Linked DNA regions of Pan troglodytes: region 2 is linked to region 1. The links are chromatin contacts, called in public Hi-C maps. All regions are on one chromosome and are shown on one strand. The core of a region is the stretch at or near the end of the contact, and the rest is flanking DNA. Distances in the headings are between cores, read along the strand shown. Region 1 has its middle 30 kb from the start of CDKN3. Region 2 holds the start of CNIH1 (cornichon family AMPA receptor auxiliary protein 1).

What was found. A called contact is a pair of places that touch in the nucleus more often than the background predicts.
Region 2: a contact with region 1 is called in a Hi-C map of induced pluripotent stem cells, with 1.6 times the contacts expected there. The contact joins the promoter of CNIH1 here to the enhancer-like site in region 1. A contact is called at or near these places in 2 of 7 Hi-C or Micro-C datasets (both in induced pluripotent stem cells).

The regions. Positions count from the first base shown.
Region 1 is chr15:52,358,902-52,366,406 of NHGRI_mPanTro3-v2.0_pri, forward strand. No RefSeq gene overlaps it. Among named protein-coding and RNA genes, the nearest start is that of CDKN3, 30 kb to the right of the region's middle. Within about 2 kb of position 3,885, at least 7 of the 24 cell types and tissues checked have an H3K27ac peak or open chromatin away from gene starts, as enhancers often do. A contact at or near this core is called in induced pluripotent stem cells, where this site is marked.
Region 2 is chr15:52,431,189-52,438,693 of NHGRI_mPanTro3-v2.0_pri, forward strand. CNIH1 (cornichon family AMPA receptor auxiliary protein 1) reads right to left here and starts at 4,792. Exons shown (of 5, transcript XM_509955.8): 1 at 4,335-4,792. The coding sequence starts at 4,619.

The sequences.
Region 1 (7,505 bases), core at 2,635-5,134:
AATCTGATTTGGGATTTATATTCTTACCCTAAGAAATCTAGCTAGCAAGGGAAAAAAATTGTTTCTATTCTTAAAGGAAAAACATAGTTCTGATTTTCTAATTTTATATTTACCTTCTGGAAAAAAAAAGCCTTTTTCTTATTTAATTTTACAGAGGATAAAAAAGTAGTATGAAAATAGAGTCTCTGAATATAGATCTTTCAACTGAAAAACTGGGCTGTGAAGGTAAAAGTGATATGGGGCTAGGTGGATTTTTTTTGGTTTGGGGGTGTGGCAGTTGTTTTGTTTTGTTTTTGTGCTTTTGTGTTTTTTTTTTTGTTTTAATATTGGAGAGACTTGAGCTCTTCTATGGACTCTGAAAAACCAATGCTGAAGAAAAGGCAGAGGAGAGAGGAGTAACCAATGCTGCAAGGTTCCACAGAAGAGAAGGGGTTTTCATTATAGAAGAGATGCCTCATTTGGACTAGAGGAAAAAACACACGAGTGTTGTTAGGGGCAGATAGAAGGCCAGACCACCAGCTGAGAAAGCAGGGGAGTGGGGCTACTTCTTGAAGACAATGGCAAAGCTCATGGGAGGAAGTGGGGGATAAGCAAAAAGACAAGTGGGCACAGGACTCTAGTCAAGGCGTTTTCACTTTCCATTTGCCTATTTCATAGAGAAAGGCTTTTAACTGCCTTCTATCTAAATTGAATAAAAAGAAAGTGAGAAACTTAAAAGGAAATAAGAAATGGACAAGATGATATATACTATGTAATTAAGAAGAGGGTAAGTTTATAATTATCCATTTGCTTATTTATTTTTCATCATTATTTTTTTAAGACAGGGGTCTTGCTGTGTTGCCTGGGCTGGTCTTGAACTCCTGTGCTCAAGCCATCCTTCTGCCTCCTCAGCCTCACAAGCTCGTTCACTTATTCATTCAACAGATGGTAAACAGACCAAATTCCCACCTCATTGAGCATACATTTTAGTCCTCTCCATATACAGTCATCCCTTGGTATCTCAAAGGGATTGGTTCTAAGATACCCTATCCCCACCTCTGCCACCCTCACCCCCCAGCAGATACTAAAGTGCTCAAGTCCCATAGCCGGCCCTGTAGAACCCAATGATAGGAAAAGTTGGCCCCCCATATATGTGGGTTCTGTATCCCGTGAATACTGTATTTTCAATCCATGGCTGGTTGACTGTGGATGCAAAACCAGTGGAGACAGAGAGCCAATTGTATACCAAGACAGTCCTTGCTAAATTTCATTAAAACTGTTTGGTTTTACCAGGACCCACTGCTGTACAGGGCATGCCGAGAGATAGACTCTCTTTCTAATCCAGGGCTGTTTTCTGAAGCGCAAACAAGTGTGAATCAGCTACAATTTGGACAGGTTGGCTAATACTCATGCAAATAAAGCTGGAAGGGCATTTCAGAAAAACAATGCCATCACTCAGTTGGCATTTCACCAGGCTTCCAGACTTAGTCTCTGAAAGAATTAGTGTTTTCTAATAATCCACCTGACAGATTATGTTCAGAATGTGATTTTCTGATTAAGGCACTAGGCACAAAACTACTTCTGGACTAAGCAGCCGCCAGACACTGCAAAATCAATGCAAGTTCCCCCAGGTGTTTGCTGCGGAAGCTGAAAGGGGCAAAGGGATGTGGCCATATCCTTTCTGGCCAAGTTTCAGGATACATAGATTTAAAGGACAGAACTGTAACCAGGATTTGGCCACCTTGGGAAGGAACGTGATGTTTGGACAACATCCTTCCCAGACTGAAAGCTGCTCAGACATGGATCGTCATTCCAGGCATTTGGCATGCTCGTTTGCACTAGCAGCCAAGTGCATAATTGCCAGGAAGTGGCCAAATCCACAGAGACACCACTCACTCCTGAATGCTGAAAAATGTTTGTAATATACGGTAATAAATGCAAGCCTGACTCACTTAATCAGATTTGAATCCCGGACTGGGGATTTCTGCACAAGAGGGAGATGTTTACTGAAATCCTGCTTTTCTCGGCTGCCATCTCCCATTCCAGGAAGAACAGAACTACTGGATGGCCTTGCCATTTCTGTTTTATATTTTTGGTCATTAATATGGATTCTTATAAGACATGGGTTCTCAACTCATTCTGAATGTACTTCAGTATGAAGTGATTAAAATAAGGCTCTTTCTCCTTATTTTAGATTATATTTAAGCAGAACTAAGTGCTGGGCACAGTGGCTCACGCCTGTAAATGCAGGCCTTTAGGAGGCCAAGGCGGACAGATTGCCTGAGCCCAGAAGTTCAAGACCAGCCTGGGCAACATGGTGAAACCTTGTCTCTACAAAAAATACCAAAAAAAAGAAATTAGCTGTGCGTAGTGGCACGTGCCTGTGTCCCACCTACTCGGAAGACTGAGGTGGGAGGATCGCTTGAGATTGGGAGGTTGAAGCTGCAGTGAGTCATGATTATGCCACTGCACTCCAGCCTGGATGACAGAGCAAGACCCTGTCTCAAAAAATAATAAAATAAGATAAAATGAACTAAGTATTCCTGAAAGATAGAGATTTAAGAGTATCAGGCCGTTCTCCATTCCTGGCAAATTGAACTACCCAATCTCATCTCATTACCAAAACCAACAAGATGAGATGGGGAAAAGATGCCAGTTACACTCTCCTGTGAGAGTTGTCTGATTCAAGACCTGTCTGGGCTTGGAGCAGTTGGGTAGGTGAATAGCCCAGCTTCCGAAGCTGGCTGAACTTTCCCCTAAAATTAAGTTGGGAATCATGTTGGTTCCAAGCTGATTATCCCAGCATCCTTGACATACAGCCTTAGTTCCTCAAGTTCAGAAATCTGACTTCCCCAAAGATTAACCCAGCCCCAGTCAACTGATTGATACCAAACTCAGCAGGAAATCCTCTGAGTTCAGAAGTCAGTTCTTCCATTTTCAAGTGGCAATTTCATTCTACCTGCCACAGATGAGGGAATTATCATTCAGGTTAAGTATCTCGGTGATTTATCCAAGGACACGTGGCTAATTGCTGAAATAGGACTTGAATCCGGTCTTTTGAGTTCAGAGCCCTTTTCCTTTCTGCTAGAGCACCTTGCCTTCCTGGTGGAAACCCCACATGCAAGTACGAGAGATTACAGCATGGCTTCCAAGAAGAGCAAACTGCACTTTGGGGAAGGGGGAGAGACAACGGGGTAAGGCAGGCCATGTGAAGAGAGATGCAGTGGATGGCAGATCCTGTGTCACTGAGGTCAGGAGCCAGAGTCCAGGTCCAAGGCAGGCCAAGGATTGGAGGAAATAGCAAGAGACTCTTAGGGCCCATTAGGAACTAGGAAACAAATGAAACAGAAACTGTCTCAGGAATACAGCCAAAGCCAGGTTAGGAAAACTGGGCACGAGGGTATGGGGAGGACCCACCACCACAATGATTTAACCTCTGGCTGGGTTTCAGAGCATCCTACCCCAGCTCCTTCAATCCCCCCTTGTGATATCTTGTGATCTCTTTCAACCACAGGAGAAAGGAAGAAATAGTCTTCGGCCAGAGCAGAGCAGAGCCTCTAGATGGAGCCAAGTAGCTGCCAGCTAGGGGCTGAGAGGCAAGGCAAGACCCACAGGCTAGGAGATTACTGCAATGCTCACTCCAGCCATCCGAGGTCAAAATTCTTCTCTACATAGTGTATTTCTTGACTATTTTAAAACGTGTTGTTGATTGTTTTACTTCTATAACATTTTCCTAAAGATGGCTTGAGAGAGGGTGACCCTGTATAATTAACCATTCAAAGCAGGAGGCTTGCAAGAGTGAAAGGGAGAGCTGTTAATAATTATGCCAGTACGACAGTCACAAACCAGGACTAACCTATGCCGATGAGGACACACGGTCAGCCTCAGCTTGAGACCAAGCTCTCAGGACTCACCCAGGCCTGAGCACAGCTAGCAGAGGGTGAGATAATCTTGCTAGGATTGTTTACAGGAGAGGCCAGAGGACTCCTGGGAAGTAACTCACCCTAAGGGAAGAGAAAGTCAAAGCACACAAATTGAGTTCAGTGACATCAAGACAGGGCCAGAGGGGAGGGACGAGTCTTGGTGCCTCCCAGTGGTGGTCAGCCCCAGCGCCCTCTGATCCAGGTGCCATGGATCTTAAAAGCAGATGAAACTAAAAAGAGCTGTTTTGTTAAAATTTCCGCAGGACCTTGAAGTTGCAAGGATTAGCAAAATCCTGTGCCAGCAATATCAGCAGCAACAGAGAAGGTGCAGCTGGCATTGCAGTAGAGTGGGACATTGGTGGGCTTGGGCAGTGATCTGAGACTTTACCCCAGCAAAGGAGAGCCAGAAGATGGTCGGTGCCTTGCTCTTATATCTTAGAGGATACAGAGGCCATCCTGGAGGACTCACTGAACTATTATGAGGAGTAGAGAGACTGCAGTTTCACACAGTGAAGAGAGGAAGAACCAGAGAAATAATATTTTGTAAAGGATAATAACTGTGACTTTAATTTCATTCCCAATCTGTGATGTTTGGAAAACTCAGGTAATATTTCTTTCATCAGAGTGTGAGGTACTCACTGATGTTATGTCTAAATTAGAGAACCTTCTTAATTTGGAGCCACTCAGTTTATATTAGTATGGTCTAGAGTAGGCACATACTCCCAAAATATATACATTGCAATTATATGTGCATTTATAAAATAATGCAGCAAAATATTTACACATGGTTAATTAACATGTAATATAGAAACATTTTCTAAAAGGTCCTAAAAATTATGGGCTTTTGCTATCTCTTAAAGAATGTTATCTACTGATTCTAATATTCAACTGGTTAGTCTTTCAACCATTTGAAATTAAATGCTGCTTTGAAATAGCTCACTCACTAAATAGCTAAAGTGATAACACAGACACTACACAGGCAAAGATGTTGAGCTAGAATTATAACACAGTGCTAGTGGGAATGTGAATTCATATAAGCTCTTTGGAAAACTGTTTGGCAGTATCGACTAAAAGATGAACATACGCACTTCCACTCCTGTTATATACCCAACAGCAATGTATACAACATGTTTACCAAAAGACATAGAAAAGAATGTTTATAGCAGCACTTCATAATAGCCCCAAACTGGAAATGACCCAACAGTAGATTGGATGAATAACTTATGATATATTCATACAATGGAATACTGCCATGAGAACAAATAAGTACAACCACACACAATAACATGAATGAATCTCACAAACATAAAGTCAAGCAAAAGAAGCCAGACACAAAAGATTCCATTTAGATAGAATTCGCAAACAAGCGAAATTAAGCCATGGCATCAGGAGAGAAAAGATGTTACCCTGGGAAGGGGCTAGTGGATGGGGACACAAAGGAGGCTCTGGGTGCTGGGAATGTTCCATTTCTTGATCTGGGTGCTGGTTACGCGGGTATGAAAATTTATCGATCCTATTAATTGTCCTTTGTGCTGCATTCTACTAGGTGAACTAGTCACTAGGGCCAGCCCATGTTTAGGAAGAGAGTATTGGACTCCACCTCTTTATGGGGAGTGGCAAGCTACATCACAGCAGAGTAAGTGGGATGAATGATACTGTTATGAAAACACAATTTATTCCTATTATAAAATACAATAGAATTTTTCAAATTTAAGGAATATTTTAAATAAATTTTACAATCTACGCCAATTATCCAGTGCAAATTAGAACTCAGCATCATCTTGGGGTAAAGCAGAAAGCTTGGGAAGGTAAAGAAAGTGAGAGCACCAGCCACTAAAGCACATGCTGTAGCTTGGGTCATATGCCTTCCCTGGACCCACAACTATGACCAGACAAATAGGGTAGAAATAGGGTACATTTACGAGTGAGTCCTAACCATGTGCCCAACAAGACCACATGAAATAAGAGAGGGGCAATTCTCCAAAGGGAGAAGCAATGGGGAAACCACAGATGTCTACTGCAGACCTCATGTACTGCATGTGATGGTCATACAAGAGAAATTGTATGGTCTGCATCTGATGGTCATACAAGAGAAATTCTTGTATTTTTTTAGAGATGGTCTTACTCTGTCACCCAGGCTGGAGTGCCCTGGTGCCATCATAGCTCACTGTCACTTCAAACTCCTGGATTCTAGCAATCCTCCTGGCTCTGCCTCCCAAGTAGCTGGGGCTATAGGAGCGCACCACCATGCCCAGCATCATGTGAGAAATCTTAAACTTGGTATGTCAAGAATGAGGAAGTATGTTCCTCCCAAATTACATTCAACTCTGAAACTCCAGCCTTCTCTACCTAACACATGTCAAATCCATTCGCATTAATATTAAAATATTTTTAAAATATGGATCTAGTGGTAAAACACACATCCAAGTGCAACTATGGATAGGAATGATGTTTAATTTCTCCTTGAGCACTTCTCAACAGACTCACTTGTCTATGAACATGTGTTAACACTTTCCTCTCTGGTAGTTTGAAAAATCTTCCACATTGTTTTGCACACATACATTTCTGTTAACAGCCATGAGTCAGTCATACACCAAAAATTTAACTGAAGACTACAGGTGTGGCAGGCTGAACTTAACCCTCCCCTCTTCCTCTCAGGAGAGAATCTTGGGGAGTAGAGGCAAACCAGGTGACTCTGATGCCATCCAATCAGATGGCTCAGCCAGAGGCCTTGTCTGTTTATGTGGGACCCTCCATGATGAAGGGACCAAGCCGCGCAGAAGAGAGCGCTTTAGCATTATAAGGCCAGCATCATTGCTTTGCAAGTAGACTTAAAAAATATATTAGAAGAAACACATACTTTTCTCAGAGACTAGCCCAGGGGTAGGCAAAATTTTTCTGTAAAGAGCCAGATAGTAAGTACTTCAGGCTTCCCAGTCATAAGGTCTCTGTTGCAACTACTCATCACTATTGTTGTAGTGCAAAAGCAGCCATAGATAATATCAGCAGAAAGGAGTGTGAAGCTTGACAAAACAGGCCTGTGGGTTTTGTCTCATCAGCCAAAGTTTGCCAACCCCTGGACTACACAGGGGGGAAAAAAAACACAGCTACAACACAGAGGTGAATTGTGTTTGTCACGGGCTAAAGAGAAAACCTGGGCAAACCCTGCCTGCGGAGAGAACAAATGGAAGCTGAAACACCCCTGATTTACCCTAGCCCCCCACCTCCTTCCTACTGTGGGACCAGAGCTGGTCCTCCCCTCTCTGCAGAGTCAGCAGGAGCTAGAACAGATTGGGGCTCTGCTCACATCCTGCTGACGCCAGAGGTGGCAGAATTTGCACGACACTCTAAGGGACTGGGATTTCCTTCATCACCGGGAGTGGGGTTGGGGAGACAATAGATTCTGAGGAAATGAGCAGACACCTGATGCTCAAGAATGAAAAGAAAATCTGGGGAGCTAACTCTGGGAGAATGGGGAGAAGGTGAAAGTTAGAGAGTGAGGGAGTACCCAACATCCTGAAGCCCACCCAGAAAGGACTTGTCCCCTGTGTCACACAGAGGTGTGAATTCGTTTACCTGGACCCTCTTCTTGGATCCTTCAAC
Region 2 (7,505 bases), core at 3,542-6,041, 73 kb after region 1:
GTGGTATTTACACACAGGTCTGTCTGCCCCTCTACACTCTCAGGGAGAAGGACCATTTTTATTTATCTGTGCATGCTCCTCCTCCCTTGGCACAGTGCTCAGTGGGACACTAGAGATGGACTCGAACTCTTCAATGTGTTGCCATTGGTGCCCAAACACATACATTTCTAAGGATGCTTTTGTCCGCACTCTGGAGGAATGTGGCTTCAACCTCAAGGGTCACTAGAATGTACATTAAGAGTCAAAATAGGGACTCTGCACCACTTTGTGGCATCATTTCAGGTGACAAAGAAAGAAAACAAAGGCAGCAAGTTGATGGGGGAGCCATTTTAGTTGCTAACACTACTCACCCCAGGGACACACAAACTAAGCTACCCTTCCCTTAATGAGTTAGGAATAGTATCTTTATATGTGAAAGTGTTGCTCAATATTATCAGTAATCAGTAAAGTTACATATTTCCATCTTTTAACATGACTGTTTATTTCCCTGTTAAAATTTAGATTCATAAAAAGACGGTTTTTTTAATTTCTAGAGTTCTATAAAATTCACCAACCTGCCCTAATAAAAACTCCAACCAAACAACAATAGAAGGAAAATAATAAAACATTAGAATGTAATCTCTGAAAGAACAAAGATTGTTGTATTTACTATTATGTCCCGGGGCCTAAAATATAAAATAGTGCCTGGCACATAGTTAAGTGTTCAATAAATATTAACTGGAAGGAGGGGGTGAAAAAAATAGCACTAGGGATTAAAAAAAAAAAAGGCAGAACTCACCAGGGGGATTTCCCTTGGCTAATGACACCTAACACAAATGTTAAAAACATAAATGTGTAATTAGAAAATACTAATTTCTGATTACTTATGGACGTTATTAGTCTGCTACTTGACGTCAGCCGTGGTCTATAACCCCAATGCATTTTAGTAATAAAGCTCAAGACAAGGATGATAATCGTAAGTACTTGTCTATAACAAGATCCAACTTAACAGAATACAAAACTTGTCTTTAAAACTGACATTTAATTGGACATTTTCTTCAGGTGACTTCAAGGGAATTTTTTTTTTTTTTTTTTTTTTTTCTTGAGACAGGGTCTTACTCTGTCACCCAGGCTGGAGTGCAGTGGCACAATCTCAGCTCACTGCAACCTCCACCTCCTCAGCTCAAATGATTCTCCTGCCTCAGCCTCCGGAGTAGCTGGGACTACAGGTGCATGCCACCATGCCTGGCTAATTTTTGTAGTTTTTGTAGAGATGGGATTTTACCATGTTGCCCAGGCTGGTCTCAAACTCCTGAGCTCAGGTGATCCACCTGCCTTGGCCTCCCAAAGTGCCGGGATTACAGGAATGAGCCACTGTGCCTAGTCACAGGGATTTTTTAACTATGTTGTTGAATGGGTTTCTCTTTGAGTGCTATAGGCTAGGGTTTTCGAACCTCTTCTGAGAATATTCTTAATGATTTTCAAATCTTTTTGCAGCTATGTGGCTGAGCAAAGACACCCACAAAATTTCCCACAGAAGTATAACAAAAATAAAACAGATAAATCCCTAAAGATGCCCAAGTACACAATTCAGAATACCTTCCAATTTGATACACATCTTTAAGGAATGACTTTTAAGCTTTTAATTTTTCAAACAATCTATGCTCCCGACTCTATTCTCCACAGAGCATCAATGACATGAATTAGGACTAAATTGACAGATATAATCATCAGCATAAAAAACATTCTCTAATACAGTGATTAATGTAAATAAGATTTTTGGAATGTAATTTAAAAATTGTAAAATGAGTCTTCTGAAAGATACTTCAACTACCTGCTAGAGTTTGGTTTAACTCCTCCAAATCTCAGGTTGAAATTTGATCCCCAATGTTGGAGGCGGGATCTAACGGGAGGTGTTTGGGTCATGGGAGCAGATCCCTCATGAATGGTTTGGTGTCATCTTGGAGGGAATAAGTGAGTTCTCCTGCCATTAGGACCCAAGAGAACTGGCTTGTAAACAGCACCTGGCACCTCCCCCTCTTTTTCCTTTGCTTCCTCTCACTATGGGATCTCTACACACTACTCCCCCACCATGAGTGGAAGCAGGCTGAGACTTTCACCAGATGCCCAGTCTTATAGTCAGCAGAATCCTGAGGTAAATAAACCTCTTTTTTCTTTGTAAATTACTCAGCCTCCCGTATTCCTGTATAGCAACACTATAAACACTATAAAGGAATGGACTAAGATACTACCTAAGATGATAAACATAAGGTTATATGGGTAATAGAAAAATTAAAACTATCTATTTATTTAGAATTGTTTCCAAAAGGATACTAACTCTCTGAATGAAGAAATCCCTAAGCATAAAAGCTCTCCACAAATCTGCGGTATAATTTTTTTTTCATTGTATAACACGACTTAAAATTATTTACTTCACCCAGACACGCATTTGTTTAAGCTGAAATTACCCGTTTTTTGAAAGTGCGGTTCAGGTTTTCCTTAAGCCAAACACAACCTGGTTCAAAACGTAAAAATGTGAAAAAGCCAACCCCACCACTCTAAGAATCCCCATCATCCCAGAAAAAAGGAACACCCATCAAGCAGAGTGACTTAAAGCTACATCTACAGATGGAATGGAACCACACACTTTCTTTCTTTCTTTTTTTTTTTTTTTTTTTTTTGAGACGGAGTCTCCGCCCAGGATGGAGTGCAGTGGCGCCATCGCGGCTCACTGCAACCTCTGCCTCCTGGGTTCAAGTGATTCTCCTCCACCTCAGCCTCCCGAGTAGCTGGGATTACAGGCGCCCACCACCATGCCCGGCTAATTTTTTTGTATTTTTAGTAGAGACGGGGTTTCACCATGTTGGCCAGGCTGGTCTCGAACTCCTGACCTCGTGATCCTCCCGCCTCGGCCTCCCAAAGTGCTGGGATTACAGGAGTGAGCCTCCGCGCCCGGCCATGGAACCACACATTTTCATCAGAGGCCTACTAAGGTTGAGCTAGTCTGTATCCCAAATTATCTTAGGTATTGTTCTTCCATCAAAGCAGGGCTGAAGATGCTCTTCAAATTACTGCTCCTACTGACAAGCATTCTGAGGTAGCAGTTATTTCTGACACAGTTAATAGCCTACATAAGTATTCCTGATTACAATAAGCAGTCAGGTCCTAAAATAATTGTAAACATAATCACACTGCTTAGCAAAAAGGAATGGATTTGTGATATACTTCCACTTTCGAGACTTTTTTGCACAAGACGCTGCTGCTGTTTAATCATTCTGCCCCTCCGTATGTTTCATAGAAATCCTTGTTACTGGCATGATGAAACCTGACTTAAAATCTACGTAAGAGTTAACGTGGTCATTCAAATTAAAAGCAACATTCCAGAAGGCACTGGAATATGGGGAAAAGAGAAGCAAGTATGAGATAAATTTTTAATGAATGATTTCCAGAAGGCTCTCAATGCTTTTAATTTTGTGCTAAAGCAACAGAAATTCTTATCTCTGTAGAACTATATCACAGGGAACTTACGACTTTTTCCTTAGAGGGACCAGTAAGGCTGTGCTTCCACCCTGCAATAGTGATGATGATGTGTGTAACAGAAATAAATACTGCCCCAGAAAAGCTTAAGGTTTCTGAGCATCTCAAAATCAAATGAAAACTGCCTCTACTAAATCAAGCAATCCTGAATATAAGGGTGGCTTGGAAAGCTGCCTGTTGAAACTCCAGCGGTCAAAGTATGATTTGGGGGGGAAACGCGCACATGCAATCAACAAAGTAATCAACTGAACTTGCATCAAAGTTCACCAGGAAACAACAATCTGGAAAAAGAGAAAAAAAGTGATTTGATCTGAAGAGCACCCAACAAGTGCTGAAAAGTAGAGTTGGAAATTCACCCTAAGTAGGTTACATTTTGGCCACAGTTCTGTGGAAACCCTAAAAGAAAGCCAATCTATATTAACAAAAATTCGGAAAACTTCATTCACACTACGCCCGTCCCACCGCGCCGTCGACATCCTCCCCGGGGATGCAGGGCCGCGGGCCGGTAGAGGTCGGTGCGAACGCAGCGCGGAACCGCGGGCGCCCGCCTGGACCGCGGCCGCCCCACCCAGTCGGGGAGGAGTAGCGGTGCGCGCGGCCTGTGCCGAGACAACGCGGGCGCATCCACCTGGCGACTGCGCGCCCCGGCTCCTCCAGTACCCGCGGCCCCTAGACCCCTCGCCGCGCGGCCCGTGCCAGCCGGGCCGCATCCCCGACGCGCAAAGCCCCGGCGGCCGTGGCGGCCCGGACCGCGGGCCCGGGGCGAAAAGAAGCTGTGTTGCCGCCTCGCCCTCCTTTCCCCAGCCCCAGCTACTCACGTGCCAAATGGCGAAGAAGATGAGCGCGGCAGTGAGCAGCAGCGCCAGCATGTAGCAGAAGGCCGCGAACGTGAACGCCATGGCTGGGGAGGAGGAGCGGGGAGCGGCGCCGTTGCCAGCGGAGAAAGGCGGCGCAGGGCCCTCTGGGTAAAACCATTCACTTCCACCGGCCACAGCCGCGACCGCCACCGCTACCGCCGCGGCGCCAGCCCTCTCAGCGCGCCTGCGCACCAGCCCAGCCGCCCCGGCGCCCTCTGATGGCCGGAGTCTGCGTTGCACTGACATTGTCCGCACAGTTGTTGATTGATTTTTCCTTCCTTCTTGCGTTTATTCTTTCAACAAATATTTATTGAATGAATGCCTAGTTTGTTACAGGTACCGCGCTTCTCGCTTCAGATACAAAGATGAATAAGATAGTACCTGCACTGAAAGAACTTAGTATAGTGCCGGAAATGAACACCTAAATAAATAATTACGTTATTATAACCCCGTAAACGGATGTGTGTGGGATGCTCTGAAAGGTCAGAGAAGGACAGCCAGCCCGCCCTGGAGCATTTAGGCAGGATTCCTGCTGTAGGTGTTTCCTAAGTTGGCCTTAGATGATGATAAGTTCTCCAGGCAAAAAGAAGGTAGAACTGGCAGTCCAAGGAAACGGTTCAGAATGAGGAAACGCAACAGAGATGGAAAAAAGAAAAGAAAAATAAAGCTTCGTGTCTCAGGTGAAACCAGCAGCAATTCTGTATTAAGGGAACCTAAGTGCAAGACAGTGGTGAGACTTAGAAATGAATTAGCAAGGGATCAGATCATAGAGGGCCTTATAATGCTTCATTACGGAGCTCAGACTTCTTATCTCATAAGCCCAAATTTTTTGCTCACCACACACAACTAGAAAGATGTTTTTCATTGCAACCCAGTGGAATATCATACAGACATCAAGTTATGAAGAGGTGGAAATCTAGTTATAGAGGCAAAGAAATATAGATATGACCAAAACAAAAATTTCACAAAACTGTACTAATGATCCATAAGTACTTTCCCTTCTACTCTCTTTTGCTACTTGTTTTTAATGCTGGTCTTAACACACAAAATTGATTCAAAATTGATTTAACTTTCCATTACAACCATTTTTAAAAGAAAAAAACTCTATTAACTGATTGCTGCTGATGGAAGAGAAAATCATTGAAGGCTTTTGAGCAAAAGAAGACCATGTTTAGATTTGCATTAAAGATCGTTCACCTAGCAAATTGCGTAGAATAGTTTAGAAGCAGGGTCTGTCCAGTGCTGTGCAATAGAACCTTCTGTGATGGTGAAAATTTTCGATACCTACATTGCCCAATACAGTAGCCACTAGCCACATGTGGCCATTGGGCACTTGTAAATTGTCTAGCATGACTGAGGAACTGAACTTTAAATTTCACATCACTTTAAGTAAAATGTGGCTAGTGTATTGGACAGTACAACCTGTACCACCAGGATTATGTGGCACCTGTGTGCAAATTATCAAGTTACTTTTGGCTAGGCACAGCAGCTCATGCCTGTAATCCTAACACTTTGGGAGGCCAAGACAGGAGGATCACTTAAGCTCAGGAATTCAAGACCAGCCTGGACAAGGTAATGAGATCTTGAGAGGTGACAGCGTGCTGGCAGTCCTCACAGCCCTCGCTCACTCTCGGCGCCTCCTCTGCCTGGGCTGCCACTTTGGCGGCACTTGAGGAACCCTTCAGCCCACCGCTGCACTATGGGAGCCCCTTTCTGGGCTGGCCAAGGCCAGAGCCGGCTCCCTCAGCTTGCAGGGAGGTGTAGAGGAAGAGGCGCGAGGGGTAACCGAGACTGCGCAGGGCGCTTGCGGGCCAGCTGGAGTTCCGGGTTGGCGTGGGATTGGCGGGACCCACACTTGGAGCAGCCGGCCGCCCCTGCCGACCCCGGGTAATGAGGGGCTTAGCACCCGGGCCAGTGGCTGCAGAGGGTGTACTGGGTCCCCCAGCAGTGCCAGCCCACCGGTGCTGCACTCGATTTCTCTCCGGGCCTTAGCTGCCTTCCCGCGGGGCAGGGCTCGGGACCTGCAGCCCGCCATGCCTGAGCCTCCCACCCCCTCCATGGGCTCCTGTGCGGCCCAAGCCTCCCCAGCGAGCGCCACCCCCTGCTCCATGGCGCCCAGTCCCATCGACCACCCAAGGGCTGAGGAGTGCGGGCACACGGCGCGGGACTGGCAGGCAGCTCCACCTGCAGCCCCGGTGTGGGATATGCTGGGTGAAGCCAGCTGGGCTCCTGAGTCTGGGGGGGAAGTGGAGAACCTTTATGCCTAGCTCAGGGATTGTAAATATACCAATCGGCACTCTGTATCTAGCTCAAGGTTTGTAAACACACCAATCAGCACCCTGTGTCTAGCTCAGGGTTTGGGAATGCACCAATGTGCACTCTGTATCTAGCTTCTCTGGTGAGGCCTTGGAGAACCTTTATGTCTAGCTCGGGGATTGTAAATACACCAATCAGCACTCTGTATCTAGCTCAAGGTTTGTAAACACACCAATCAGCACCCTGTATCTAGCTCAGGTTTTGTGAGTGCACCAATGGACACTCTGTATCTAGCTACTCTGGTGGGGCCTTGGAGAACCTTTGTGTGGATGCTCTGTATCTAAGTAATCTGGTAGGGACGTGGAAAACCTTTGTGTCTAGCTCAGGGATTGTAAACGCACCAATCAGCGCCCTGTCAAAACAGACCACTCGGCTCTACCAATCAGCAGGACAGGGGTGGGGCCAGATAAGAGAATAAAAGCAGGCTGCTGGAGCCAGCGGGGACAACCCGCTGAGGTCCAGTTCCATGCTGTGGAAGGTTTGTTTTGTTTTGTTTGCTCCTTGACAATAAATCTTGCTACTGCTCACTCTTTGGTTCCACACTGATTTTATGAGCTGTCACACTCACCACAAAGGTCTGCAGCTCCATTCCTGAACCCAGCAAGACCACGACCCCACAGGGAGAAACGAACAATTCCAGACGCGCCGCCTTAAGAGCTGTAACGCTGCGAAGGTCTGTAGCTTCACTTCTGAGCCAGCGAGACCACGAACCCACCAGAAGGAAAAAACTCCGAACGCTTCCGAACATCAGAAGGAACAAACGCTAGACGCGCCATCTTAAGAGCTGTAACACTCACCACGAGGGTCTGCGGCTTC